Regions from separate parts of the Arabidopsis thaliana genome. Here region 2 is linked to region 1. The links are chromatin contacts, called in public targeted proximity ligation maps. All regions are on one chromosome and are shown on one strand. The core of a region is the stretch at or near the end of the contact, and the rest is flanking DNA. Distances in the headings are between cores, read along the strand shown. Region 1 holds the start of AT4G18465 (RNA helicase family protein). Region 2 holds the start of AT4G18570 (Tetratricopeptide repeat (TPR)-like superfamily protein).

Evidence for each region.
Region 2: a contact with region 1 is called in a targeted proximity ligation map of shoot, with 10 read pairs. A contact is called at or near these places in 2 of 26 Hi-C or Micro-C datasets (root and seedling) and 1 of 2 datasets of targeted methods (shoot).

Annotation. Positions count from the first base shown.
Region 1 is chr4:10,193,242-10,199,046 of TAIR10.1, forward strand. It overlaps AT4G18465 (RNA helicase family protein), which reads left to right and starts at 3,713. Exons shown (of 23, transcript NM_117961.3): 1 at 3,713-3,918; 2 at 3,995-4,139; 3 at 4,462-4,536; 4 at 4,655-4,744; 5 at 4,835-4,914; 6 at 5,000-5,069; 7 at 5,140-5,225; 8 at 5,327-5,396; 9 at 5,493-5,588; 10 at 5,691-5,796. The coding sequence starts at 3,815. AT4G18460 (D-Tyr-tRNA(Tyr) deacylase family protein) reads right to left here and starts at 3,558. Exons shown (of 6, transcript NM_117960.4): 1 at 3,305-3,558; 2 at 3,154-3,220; 3 at 3,050-3,080; 4 at 2,785-2,925; 5 at 2,666-2,691; 6 at 2,296-2,584. The coding sequence starts at 3,438. The coding sequence ends at 2,522. SNI1 (negative regulator of systemic acquired resistance (SNI1)) reads left to right here. Exons shown (of 15, transcript NM_117959.1): 2 at 1-16; 3 at 111-204; 4 at 296-352; 5 at 448-517; 6 at 602-666; 7 at 762-843; 8 at 937-986; 9 at 1,065-1,208; 10 at 1,286-1,356; 11 at 1,422-1,491; 12 at 1,576-1,641; 13 at 1,758-1,916; 14 at 1,998-2,095; 15 at 2,198-2,421. The coding sequence ends at 2,270.
Region 2 is chr4:10,228,589-10,234,393 of TAIR10.1, forward strand. It overlaps AT4G18570 (Tetratricopeptide repeat (TPR)-like superfamily protein), which reads left to right and starts at 2,630. Exons shown (of 6, transcript NM_117970.3): 1 at 2,630-4,083; 2 at 4,254-4,385; 3 at 4,470-4,651; 4 at 4,737-4,848; 5 at 5,584-5,721. The coding sequence starts at 2,851.

The DNA of each region.
Region 1 (5,805 bases), core at 2,463-4,962:
GAATTCCTCCAACCAAGTAAAAAATAAAAAACTCTGTTTTTCTAAGAAATTTGAAGTTTTTACCTCTAAAAGAGTACTGATTTTGATTTGGGTTTTGTTTAATTTTGAAGCAAAATGTACCAAGCGATTTTCAGGATATTGAGATTTGGTAAAACATTGGAACTTATCACAGCAAGTTTCCAGCTTTTGACTCAATTACATCAGGTACTTGTTGCAAGATTTTGGTAGTGTAATTTGTCCAATAACTTTTATGAGGTTTCAGTGTTTTGCTTATTATGATTATGTTTTGTTTCAGCGGTTTCCTTGGGTTTATGTATCTGATTCAGCTGATCAGTTGGACATCGTTGACGAGGTACTTGTTACAAAAGTTTTGATGTGTTTTTGTTCATTCTTTGTTATGGTGGGGATGGTTGATTTCATGTGTTTGTTTATGGTTTTGTTTTGCAGGCTTGGTCACCGTTTAATTTCGGGTCTGATGTTGATTCTGATGAAAAGGATTTATCAGTGAGAAGCTTATGTAAGGACGTTTGTCTTCTCTTTTTGAGTTAGCTTTTTGTTGGTTCTTGCTAAATATGATTTTTTGTTTGTTTTATGATTTCAGTTTTGCAACAGCTGATTCAGAACATGAACAAAAGAGTTAATGAGTCTGAGGAATCAGATTTAAAGGTTGATTTATTTGTTATGTTGCAGATAAGCTTTAAAAATTGGTAGACTTTCACACAACTTGTTGTTATTTGATTCTTTTGTTTGGATTTCTGCAGATCCTTGGAAATATGTTTCTGTTCAAGTATCTTGCTCATGTTCTTAAGCTAGATTTCACACCCCGAAATCAAGTGTATGAAGGTATAGATTATGTCTTCATAGTTTTAAGATTTCTCTTTATCTTGTTAAGTTTGGGGAAATTCTTAGAACTTTTTGTGTCCTTTTGTGCTCCAGAAACTATGAACTGGAGTCTCTTAAAGGAATCTTTTCTGAATCTACTTCTGGTACATCCCACAATCAATGGCTCAGAAACTAGTATAGTAATTTATTTGTGATTTTTAATGTTATGGTTCTGCTTGTAGGCTTCAAGAAAAGTGAATTTCAAACTTCTAATGAAAGATTATCTATCAACAATGTGTGCATCCATTGATGCTGATGAAAAGTCTATCAGTTTGGTAGAATTGCACAAGGACATGCTTACTGCTATGAAAGAACTTCTAGTAATGGTAAGTTTTCGGTTACCAGAGTATTAGTGTTTCAATTTTCGGAGCTTTTTGCTCTTACGTTTCTGTTCCTTGTTTAGATCATGGAGCTTGATACATCAAAGAAGAAAGCTGACTTAGAAGGGATTACCTCTAGAGGAGATGGCGTAAGGTAATGAGTTTCTGCCTCACTTTTGAATTGTGTTTTCTCCATGTTTGTGATCCAATTTGATGCAGGACCCCTGCAATGGAGATCATTCTCGACGAGCTGACTTATGATGGATACTTGCTGTCAAAATTTCTTCAGGTAAGAGACAAACCACTTCTGAAACTCACTGTGGTCTGTAAAATTCTTCTCTCTGTGGTTCTTGAGTGAAAATTTCTTAATCAGGTTTTCGATGATCCTAAATGGAAGCTAGAGATTGTTCTCCAATACCTTACTAAATACATTCCTAAGGTTTGTTGTTAATTCTCTGATCTCTCGCTCTCTGATTATCTTCTCCAACAAATGATGTACAATATATAGTTATTTCTCTGATTTCTCTCTCTGACCAAATTTCTTTCATGTTGTAGCCTGTTGTACGTACCCGAAGAACAACTGTTCCTCAAGCAGAGGATTCGAAAACACTAAATGGGATCTTGAAGACGTTTTCAAATGGCACAAATCCAAAGAACATCACTAAAAAGATAGGACCTGACATTGTTCAGATCCTCATCGGCCATGCCTTTCTGGTAACACAATAATACCTTTGTTTCTTCTTTCACGTTCTCAGAGCTTTTTTTGGCCTCCTAATGTATTTAACTATTCGTCAGGCTCGGCTTACATTCTCTGACCCTCACGAAGGAGACTCTATTTCAGAGATATGCAGTAGTATCATCTCTGCATTTACTAGTCTAAAGCGAGTAGATCAGTAAGCTGCAGTTTCTTTCACTCTCAGTTTTTTTTCTCTTTGTGCAATCGAGATACTATACCGCTTTCCTTTGTCCAACCGAAAGTTTAATGGTTGTTATAGGAAAATCGAGATTCTACCGTTTGGGAAAGAAGTGTTGTTTACTGCAGGAATGGTACTCAAGGCAAAAGCTTAAAGCATCTAGGAATCAAGATTTTAACAAATCTAGAGACTTCAATTGGATTAGAAGCAAAGAAGTTACAATGTAATGTAGGAATTAAGAGTTACAGATCAATGAATTATGAATTTATATATTCTATAGTTTTGCCAATACAAAATGAGTGATCTTATGATTCTGTTGATGCCTTTTTCTCACTTATGGAACATATCAAGACTTGCTTTAGTAACAAATCCATGCCTGATAAGTTTATGCAAAACAATCTTGGCTTACTTGGTGGATTGAGGTGAGTCGAGCTGCATCGTGACCGGACCATCGTTTACAAGATTGACCTTTGAATATGATTAGAGAACATGTTTTAATCACACAAGATACTAATCAAACCTTGCTATTGAAAGGAGTTATCTCCTTACCTGCATCATAGCTCCAAACACACCATCTGTATTTTAAAAAAGAGAACCAATTTAGTCAAGAAGACTAGAGAAAATGAGAAGTTTTGATTAAGAAAAGATCAATGAGAGTGTGTTTTGACCTTTGACAGCATCAGGATTATATGCTTTCTGGAATTTCTCAACTAAAGAGGCGTAAAAAGGTTTCGCTTTATCAGGTGGCATTGCGACATGAAAATCTGGTTTGTTACCTTTCAAGAATCCGTATAATGTGAATTGACTAACTGTATTAACACACATGATCCAAAGACCAGGGCAAGCAAAGAAAACAAACCTCAGTACATAAACCACAAGCTAAACCTTTCTCTAATCAAATGGTATATGAATAATAAAGAGATGCATCATTACCAAGTAAAACTCCATAATTCCTCTGCATTACCTGCAACAAACAGCATCAAAATTTCCATTTTTTCAAATAACTTGAAAAACAAATTCATTGAAACAAAACTTACATTTTGGTCCCATCCTTTGCCAGTGGTTTCATTAGAGAATAATCTCATGTTTAAAACTTTTCGACATCTATAAACATGTTTCAACTTCAGAATCTGCAAACTTTATAATGAAAATTTAAATGGAAGCATTCATCATTTTGTACAAGCATACATGTAATCAGCGTCAGACTCGGTATCTGATTCATGGATTCCAATTAGTACCAAGAGACCAGGACCAATCTCCGATACGATTCGACCATCCACCGTAACAGAGGAAGATGAGACTCTTTGGATTACAGCTCTCATTGCTCTGATCTGACAATTCCGACGGTGAAGTCGTTGACTTTGGTGGCGTAGATTACGGCGGAGGAGAAAAGGTGAGAGCTTGTTATGGAGTGGTGGAGTAGTGTGGGAAGAAGAAGCAAGACGATACATTTTCTTTTAATTATTAAATAATCCCAAGGAATGGTGAACATATAACCGATATCAAACCGAACCAAATTGATTTTTTTAAATTGAACCGAAATCATTTAAACCAAATGCCTAAAATTTAGACCCGAACCTGTTAATCGCCGGCAACCGTGTCGCCATCGGCGTTAACAACGAAAAGCACATAAGAGAGAAAAAGCCTTCTCATAAACTGAAATAACTGAAGAAGGCAAAGCTCTTGGGCGAAGAAAAGATGGCGTTTTGGAAACCAGGGACCGAGAAACCTCGTTTCGAAGAGGATGGAGAAGGAGGCATAGTGTTCATGTCCAACAATCTCGCATCCTCTTCTTCTTCTAGGTATGCTAATTTCTCTTTCTCTTTGATCTTACTTGTTCAGCAGATGATTGTTATTGTAACTTAGTCGAAATTGTAGCTATGGGTATGCGAATATAGAGAAGCAAAGACAGAGATTGCCAGTGTACAAGTACAGAACTGAGATTCTGTATTTGGTGGAGAATCACGCTACCACCATTATCGTTGGCGAGACGGGTAGTGGTAAAACTACTCAGATTCCTCAGGTTTCTTCTTCATTCTTTGCTCTTCGTTAATATTTTTGGGGAAAGCACCTAGCTTTGCTAATTTCAAGGTTCTTAGACCAGTAGGCAAATTTTGATAGGAGTCAAAGGTTGCGACTTGCGAATTTGGATTGTGATAGTAACTTGCTGATATATTTGCAATGTAGCTAGAGAGAGGCATAAAAGTTACTCAAAATCTTGCAAAATCATGCAATATTTAGCTCAATAGCTGTTGGGGAAGTTGGAGAATTGGAGAAAACTACAATTCGATCAATAGCAAGGTCTTCTTGTTTAGCTCAATAGCTTTGTTTATTATATTTTGTAGTACCTGAAAGAAGCTGGGTGGGCTGAAGGAGGCCGAGTTATTGCTTGCACACAGCCAAGACGTTTAGCTGTCCAGGTTTGTTTTCTCTCCCTAAACAAAATCTTACAACTCAAGTTTGAACTTTGAAGAGTGATATCTCAGCTCAAGTTTTTATATTTGATCACATATATGCTTTGTTTTGTAATTTGCTTAGGCGGTTTCTGCGAGAGTGGCCGAGGAAATGGGAGTGAATCTTGGGGAGGAAGTTGGCTACACTATTCGATTTGAAGATCATACAACTTCCGTCAGACTCTTTCCTTAACGCTCTTCTACTTTTTCTTATGTATGGAGTATTCTGATGATGCTTACAAGATCTTTTGCTTGGTTACAACAGGGTGTGACTAGTGTAAAATTTCTCACAGATGGGGTACTAATTCGAGAGATGATGGAGGATCCCCTCTTGACAAAGTATAGGTAATGATTTTGTTGCACTGTATAATCTGTTCAGATTATGAGTAAATCGTGTTGGTAAAACCTTTTCTTATTTGTCATTGTGCAGTGTTATTATGATAGATGAAGCTCATGAGAGATCTATTTCAACTGACATTTTACTCGGTCTCTTAAAAAAGGTATCTCAGTCAAACACAGTCTTAATTGTTAGTGTACTTTCAGCAACATCTATTTATTATTGATTTTCAGATACAACGTCGTCGTCCTGAGCTACGCCTGATTATATCTTCAGCCACAATCGAAGCAAAAACCATGTCCAATTTCTTCAATTCCAGGTTCTGATCTTACCGAATGGTTATAGTTCTTTTTCCTGAAGTTTAGGGCTCTTGGAATCACTAGTACGATATAATCTTATACATTATGTTAAATTATGTAGCAAAAAACGCCATGCGCCAGAAGGTAGTACCCCTGGACCAAAGTTGGAACCTGCAATCTTATCTGTTGAGGTATATTGTGACTCTCTTGCGTAAGATCATTCTCTGATAACCTATTTTCCTATGTGATATTTAAATATTTTTGTTTTCTTGGTCAAAATTTCTTAGGGCAGAGGCTTCAGTGTGAAAATTCACTATGTCGAGGAGCCTGTATCAGATTATATCCGATCAGTTGTTTCAACGATACTGTTGATTAATGAACGGGTACTTTAAGTTGATGTTCTTATAACCATTCAATGTGTTCAAACTTAGTATATTATTTTCCAGGTATGTTCTTGTATTTAAATTGTCTCTTCTTATGTTCAGGAGCCACCTGGGGATGTTCTTGTATTTCTTACTGGTCAAGAGGATATTGAAACTGCTATTAAACTTCTTGAAGAAGAAGCTCATAGCAATCAAAAGAATTCTTCAGGTATAATAT
Region 2 (5,805 bases), core at 1,380-3,879, 34 kb after region 1:
GAAATGAAGATTTGGCTATTAGATTAATAGGGTTGGTACATTAATGACTGATGGCTTATAGATAGATATGGATACCATTTCATTTTATCGTTCTGCTTAGAACTTAGAAGAATAAACAAAACAAAAGCATGTGGGAAGAGAAAGCTCCCTTTAACACCTCAAATATGGCTAAGAGTCCCCAACACAAATCCTATTAATAAATTCACACATACAACAAGTGTTCATGACCTAACCAACAAATTCAATAGAGCCCACTTTTTTGAGAGACAAAGATGCAATACTCAAAATAGGAACAATTCTCTTAATATGTCTAATTACATTTTTGTTACTAGACAAGTCAGCATCACCAACTTCAAAACTAATGAACCTTATTTAATGTACCGACCAAAAGTTTAACAAAATAAATAGTAAATTTGCTAGATTTTTATCTTCTGATCCAATCTAATCCCTATTACGATGGAATCAAGTTCAAAACAAAAACATGTCACAAGGGATCATAATCGGAAAAGCAATCTTTATGTATAAGATATAGTTAGGTATGTGTACACATGTGTTAATGTGTATAAATTTGTGTATATTTTGTATGTTACAGCAAACTATAGAAGAGACAAGATGTTGATTTTTTGTAAAAGGACCACCTTCAAAATATTATTATTAAGGGTTTTATTAATTGAAACATATACATATATACACACATATGAATAGATATATTCACCCCCACAAGGTTATGTGACATTCTTTTCAATTCTCTGTTCTTTCCCCTTCTTCGACGCTGCTCAACATTAATTTCTCCTTTCACTTTCATAGTAATTAGCTAAGTTTTTTTCCTCAATAAATCAATCTAAGAAACCTCTAAATGACTAAACCACGTATACGTTTATACCTTCTATTTTTTTTTTTGTCTAATACAAATTTAACAATAAAACATTTTATGTTGACAAAAAAAAATACAATCAAAATTTTAATAAAGTGACCCATATTCGAGTTTCAATGATGACTGCAATCAATAAGTTGCATTGTAATTAAGGTTCATTAGATTATCAATATCTCACGTCATTCTACTTCATCATCGATTTGTTTTATAGTTTAATTACAATTACTAAATGAGAGTTGTAGTGTCATTTGTCAAACTTTTTTATTTTTATTATATAAATAGATGTGTTAATTAATTTGTGTTTGATCAAAACACAAATAGAAGTTTAACACACCTTTTTTTCGTCAAGAAGTTTAACACACATGAACACGCAAAAGAAGGGGGAAAGCAATATGCATGATGAGATGTGCTGAGAAAGCAATGCGGGAAAAAGTCAGCATCAAAACAGCTCTTTCTCTTTCCAATTGTTCTATGAGTTTAAATACTGATGGTAAAACAACATATACAATTACAAACTGTTAGGCTACATATCTTAGTCCATATGTATATCACTTGATTAATTAACATTTTATGTACGTATCTAACAAACTTTAATTTTAGATGTGCGAGTTTTATTACATTATTGGCTTAAGTCTTATAACGGGATTAACATCTTTAAAAGATTGCCATTTTTGAACTAATTTCGAAGTAATTTCGGTGACACTAAAAATATCATAATTTTCACACGCACAAACAAAAATTCATGATCTTCAAATCATCGAATGATCATCTTATTAGTTACTTATATTCACAATTTAAAATGCACCTCATACCGTTACTACTTTTTATAATGCAGTGGCTTCGAGTACTACATCTATGATATTACCTATTAGATTGTTCAAATTGTAGTTGATGATGATACGTATATAGAATGATGGAGAACATATTATTAGGTTTACGAATAGTGTCATTTTGACATATGTTACATATTACATATATACACCCTAATTAATAAAAATAATAATTCAACATACAAATAAACCCCTATCTAACACTATGATTAATGAAATGATAATGACTTATATTCAAAGTTTATTAAATTTGAATAAAGGGAAAATTATAATTTTTGTTTGAAAAATAACATTAAAATAGAAAACGTCATTTATTTTGTGAAACAGAAAGAGTACTAATTAAAAGTTACAAATTTAATGTGGGATTTAAATCAGCTTAACTAGCATTGAAACAATTTTAATGTCACTAATGCTGTTATTTACCATTCTTAAACCTTATCGTCAATAACTCTATCACCCAGCTATCATAACAGTTTATTACCATACATTTTTTTTGGAAACGAGTTATTACAAATTTCTTCGAATCGAGTTATTGCCATTTTTACGAAAAATAAAACAAAAATTATAATTGCTCATGATTTCATATTTTTCTATATATGATTCTATGGTCTAACCATTGTCAGCATTTCCGAACACAACTGAAATTGTCAAAGACAAAGGTAATCTAAAGAAAAGAACCAAAGCACTCCAAAGCCTTAAAGTGTTCTTTACTTTGGTTTTAAAATTTGAATCTAAAATGAACAGAAGAACGTTCCTCGTTATATGTGTACACTCTCTCAACACTGTACTTAAAAATAAAATAAAGCACAGTGTAGTTTCAATTTCATATGCTAAATGTAGGATTATTTTTCCAACGGTCGAAAAAAGCTTAAAGCATTTTTAACCAATTCTTTATTTATTTTTTAAAACATTACAAACTTTTCATATTTTTATTACTCTCTCAAGTAGTCTCATCTTCTTCTTAATCCAAAGGCCCAAACTTTGAATCATCACTATCACTCTCTCTCTCTCTCTCTATCTCTCAAGAACTGCACGGACAACGACATGCTTTTAATTTCCATGCAAATCTCTCCTTTCTTCTCAAGTCATTTTTGAAAATCAATCAAAAAACTGAAACTTGGTGGAGCTTTTATCATTCACTCATCAATGGTGGCTGGTAAGGTTCGTGTAACAATGGGTTTTCACAAATCACCTTCTACTAAAAAAACCAAAGACATGCCTTCTCCTTTACCTCTTCCTCCTCCTCCTCCTCCTCCACTTAAACCACCTTCTTCCGGTTCCGCTACTACTAAACCACCGATTAATCCTAGTAAACCGGGTTTCACTCGCTCTTTCGGTGTTTATTTCCCACGCGCTTCCGCTCAAGTTCACGCCACTGCTGCTGCTGCTTCTCATAACGGCGTCGTTTCTGAGCTTCGTCGTCAAGTCGAGGAGCTTCGTGAGAGAGAAGCTCTGTTGAAAACAGAGAATCTCGAGGTCAAGCTTCTTAGAGAATCTGTTTCTGTTATTCCGTTGCTTGAATCGCAGATCGCTGATAAGAACGGCGAAATCGATGAGCTTAGGAAAGAGACGGCGAGATTAGCGGAGGACAACGAGAGATTACGGCGAGAATTTGACCGGAGCGAGGAAATGAGGAGAGAGTGTGAGACGAGGGAGAAGGAAATGGAGGCGGAGATTGTTGAGCTTCGGAAACTTGTTTCGTCGGAGAGTGACGACCACGCGCTCTCTGTTTCTCAGAGGTTTCAGGGTTTAATGGATGTGTCGGCGAAATCTAACCTAATCAGAAGTTTAAAACGGGTCGGGTCGTTGAGGAATTTACCCGAACCGATTACGAATCAAGAGAATACCAACAAGAGCATTTCATCATCCGGAGACGCCGACGGCGACATTTATCGGAAAGACGAGATCGAGAGTTATTCACGGAGTAGTAACTCGGAGGAACTCACTGAGTCATCGTCTCTCTCAACCGTCAGATCTAGAGTTCCGAGAGTCCCTAAACCACCGCCGAAACGGTCTATTTCGTTAGGTGATTCCACGGAGAACAGAGCAGACCCGCCACCGCAGAAATCGATTCCGCCTCCTCCTCCTCCACCTCCGCCACCGCTTCTTCAACAACCACCACCACCTCCGTCTGTTTCCAAAGCTCCTCCTCCGCCTCCTCCACCACCGCCGCCGAAGAGTTTAAGCATTGCGTCGGCGAAAGTGAGAAGAGTACCGGAAGTGGTTGAGTTTTATCACTCGTTGATGCGAAGAGACTCCACAAACTCGAGAAGAGATTCCACCGGCGGTGGAAACGCCGCCGCGGAAGCAATACTTGCTAACTCCAACGCCAGAGACATGATCGGAGAAATCGAAAACCGATCGGTTTATCTCCTCGCGGTAAAAGTTTCTCTTTAACCGGCTCAGTAAATTTCGGTTTAGTTTCTCTGACTTTCTTGCGTCAGTGAGAATTGACTGATCATTCCACTTTTTCCTCGTCCTTTTCCAAGTAACTTTCAAAATTTAAAATCATAAACCGGTTTGATTTAACTTTAAACCGAACATTGCAGATAAAAACCGACGTAGAAACGCAAGGAGATTTCATAAGGTTCTTGATCAAAGAAGTCGGAAACGCTGCGTTTTCAGACATTGAAGACGTTGTTCCTTTCGTCAAATGGCTCGACGACGAACTCTCTTACCTGGTATGAATCAAACTTTCAAATTTTCCCAAAGTTTCTGGAATTATTTAGTTCAAAGTTTGTAAATTTGTTGTTGTATCTTTGAAGGTTGATGAGAGAGCAGTGTTGAAACATTTCGAGTGGCCGGAGCAAAAAGCTGATGCTTTACGTGAAGCAGCGTTTTGTTATTTCGATCTAAAGAAACTCATATCAGAAGCTTCTCGTTTCCGGGAAGATCCTCGTCAATCTTCTAGCTCTGCTCTTAAGAAAATGCAAGCTTTGTTTGAAAAGTAAATAAAAAAAAATCCATTCTTTGATTCATTTCAAATTCAGATTCTTTAGATAACTAATGAAGATCTTTTGTTGATTCCAAAGGTTAGAGCATGGTGTTTATAGTCTTTCGAGGATGAGAGAATCGGCGGCAACAAAATTCAAGAGTTTCCAGATTCCGGTTGATTGGATGCTCGAAACCGGTATTACTAGCCAGGTCAGCAAACTAATGATTCTCGAGATTTACAATTTTACAATCATAATTTATCTCGAGATTTACATTATTGATCCTTCTTCTGTGTTTCTTGCAAGATTTAAATATTGGTTTTGCTTAATGTTTTTATGATGAATACTTAGTTCCCACTTTTTGGTGCAATTATTGCATATTGATTGGATGAAAAAAATACATTTTGGAATATAGAAAACATAGAGGGATAGACAAGAACAACAATTCTGATGGTCCCCAATTTTATGATAAAAGTCAATTGTTGATGGCAGGACATTTGTAAAATTGTTTTTTGATACTGTTCTTCACTCTATTATTGTTTTTTTGCTTGTTTACATGGTAAAACTATTATGTACTACATGACAAATTCAGATATATACAAATATTTAGCAAAAGTAAACTTGAATACATTGTTTACTTTAATGTTTTGTGGGGTTTTCCTATGTGCACGCCTGTGAATTTTCGAGATTTTCTCTATTGTATCTTCTTGTCTGTTTCTTTTGTTGTTGCTTTGGGATTATAATAGACAAATCAATAGGGAATGGAATCAGATTCTCTGAAGACTTTTTATGCCTTCATTGTCACTCTTTGAGTCTTAATGTTTAGTGTAGTGTGCTCAAATTGGGGTCTGTGCAACTTATAAGTCATGCAAATCTCATATTTTTTGAGGAACTTGGAATTTGGTAAAGTATGAATGTTTTGAATTGTTGTGGAATGTGATTTCAGATTAAACTGGCATCCGTGAAACTAGCGATGAAGTATATGAAGAGAGTATCCGCAGAGCTAGAGGCTATTGAAGGTGGTGGCCCTGAAGAGGAAGAGCTAATTGTCCAAGGTGTTCGATTCGCATTCCGTGTTCATCAGGTAAAGTTAAAAGACCTTGATCATCTTCTCTTTCGATTTGGTTCTGTTCTGTTACAATATTAAACTCTTAAAATCTGTTTTGTT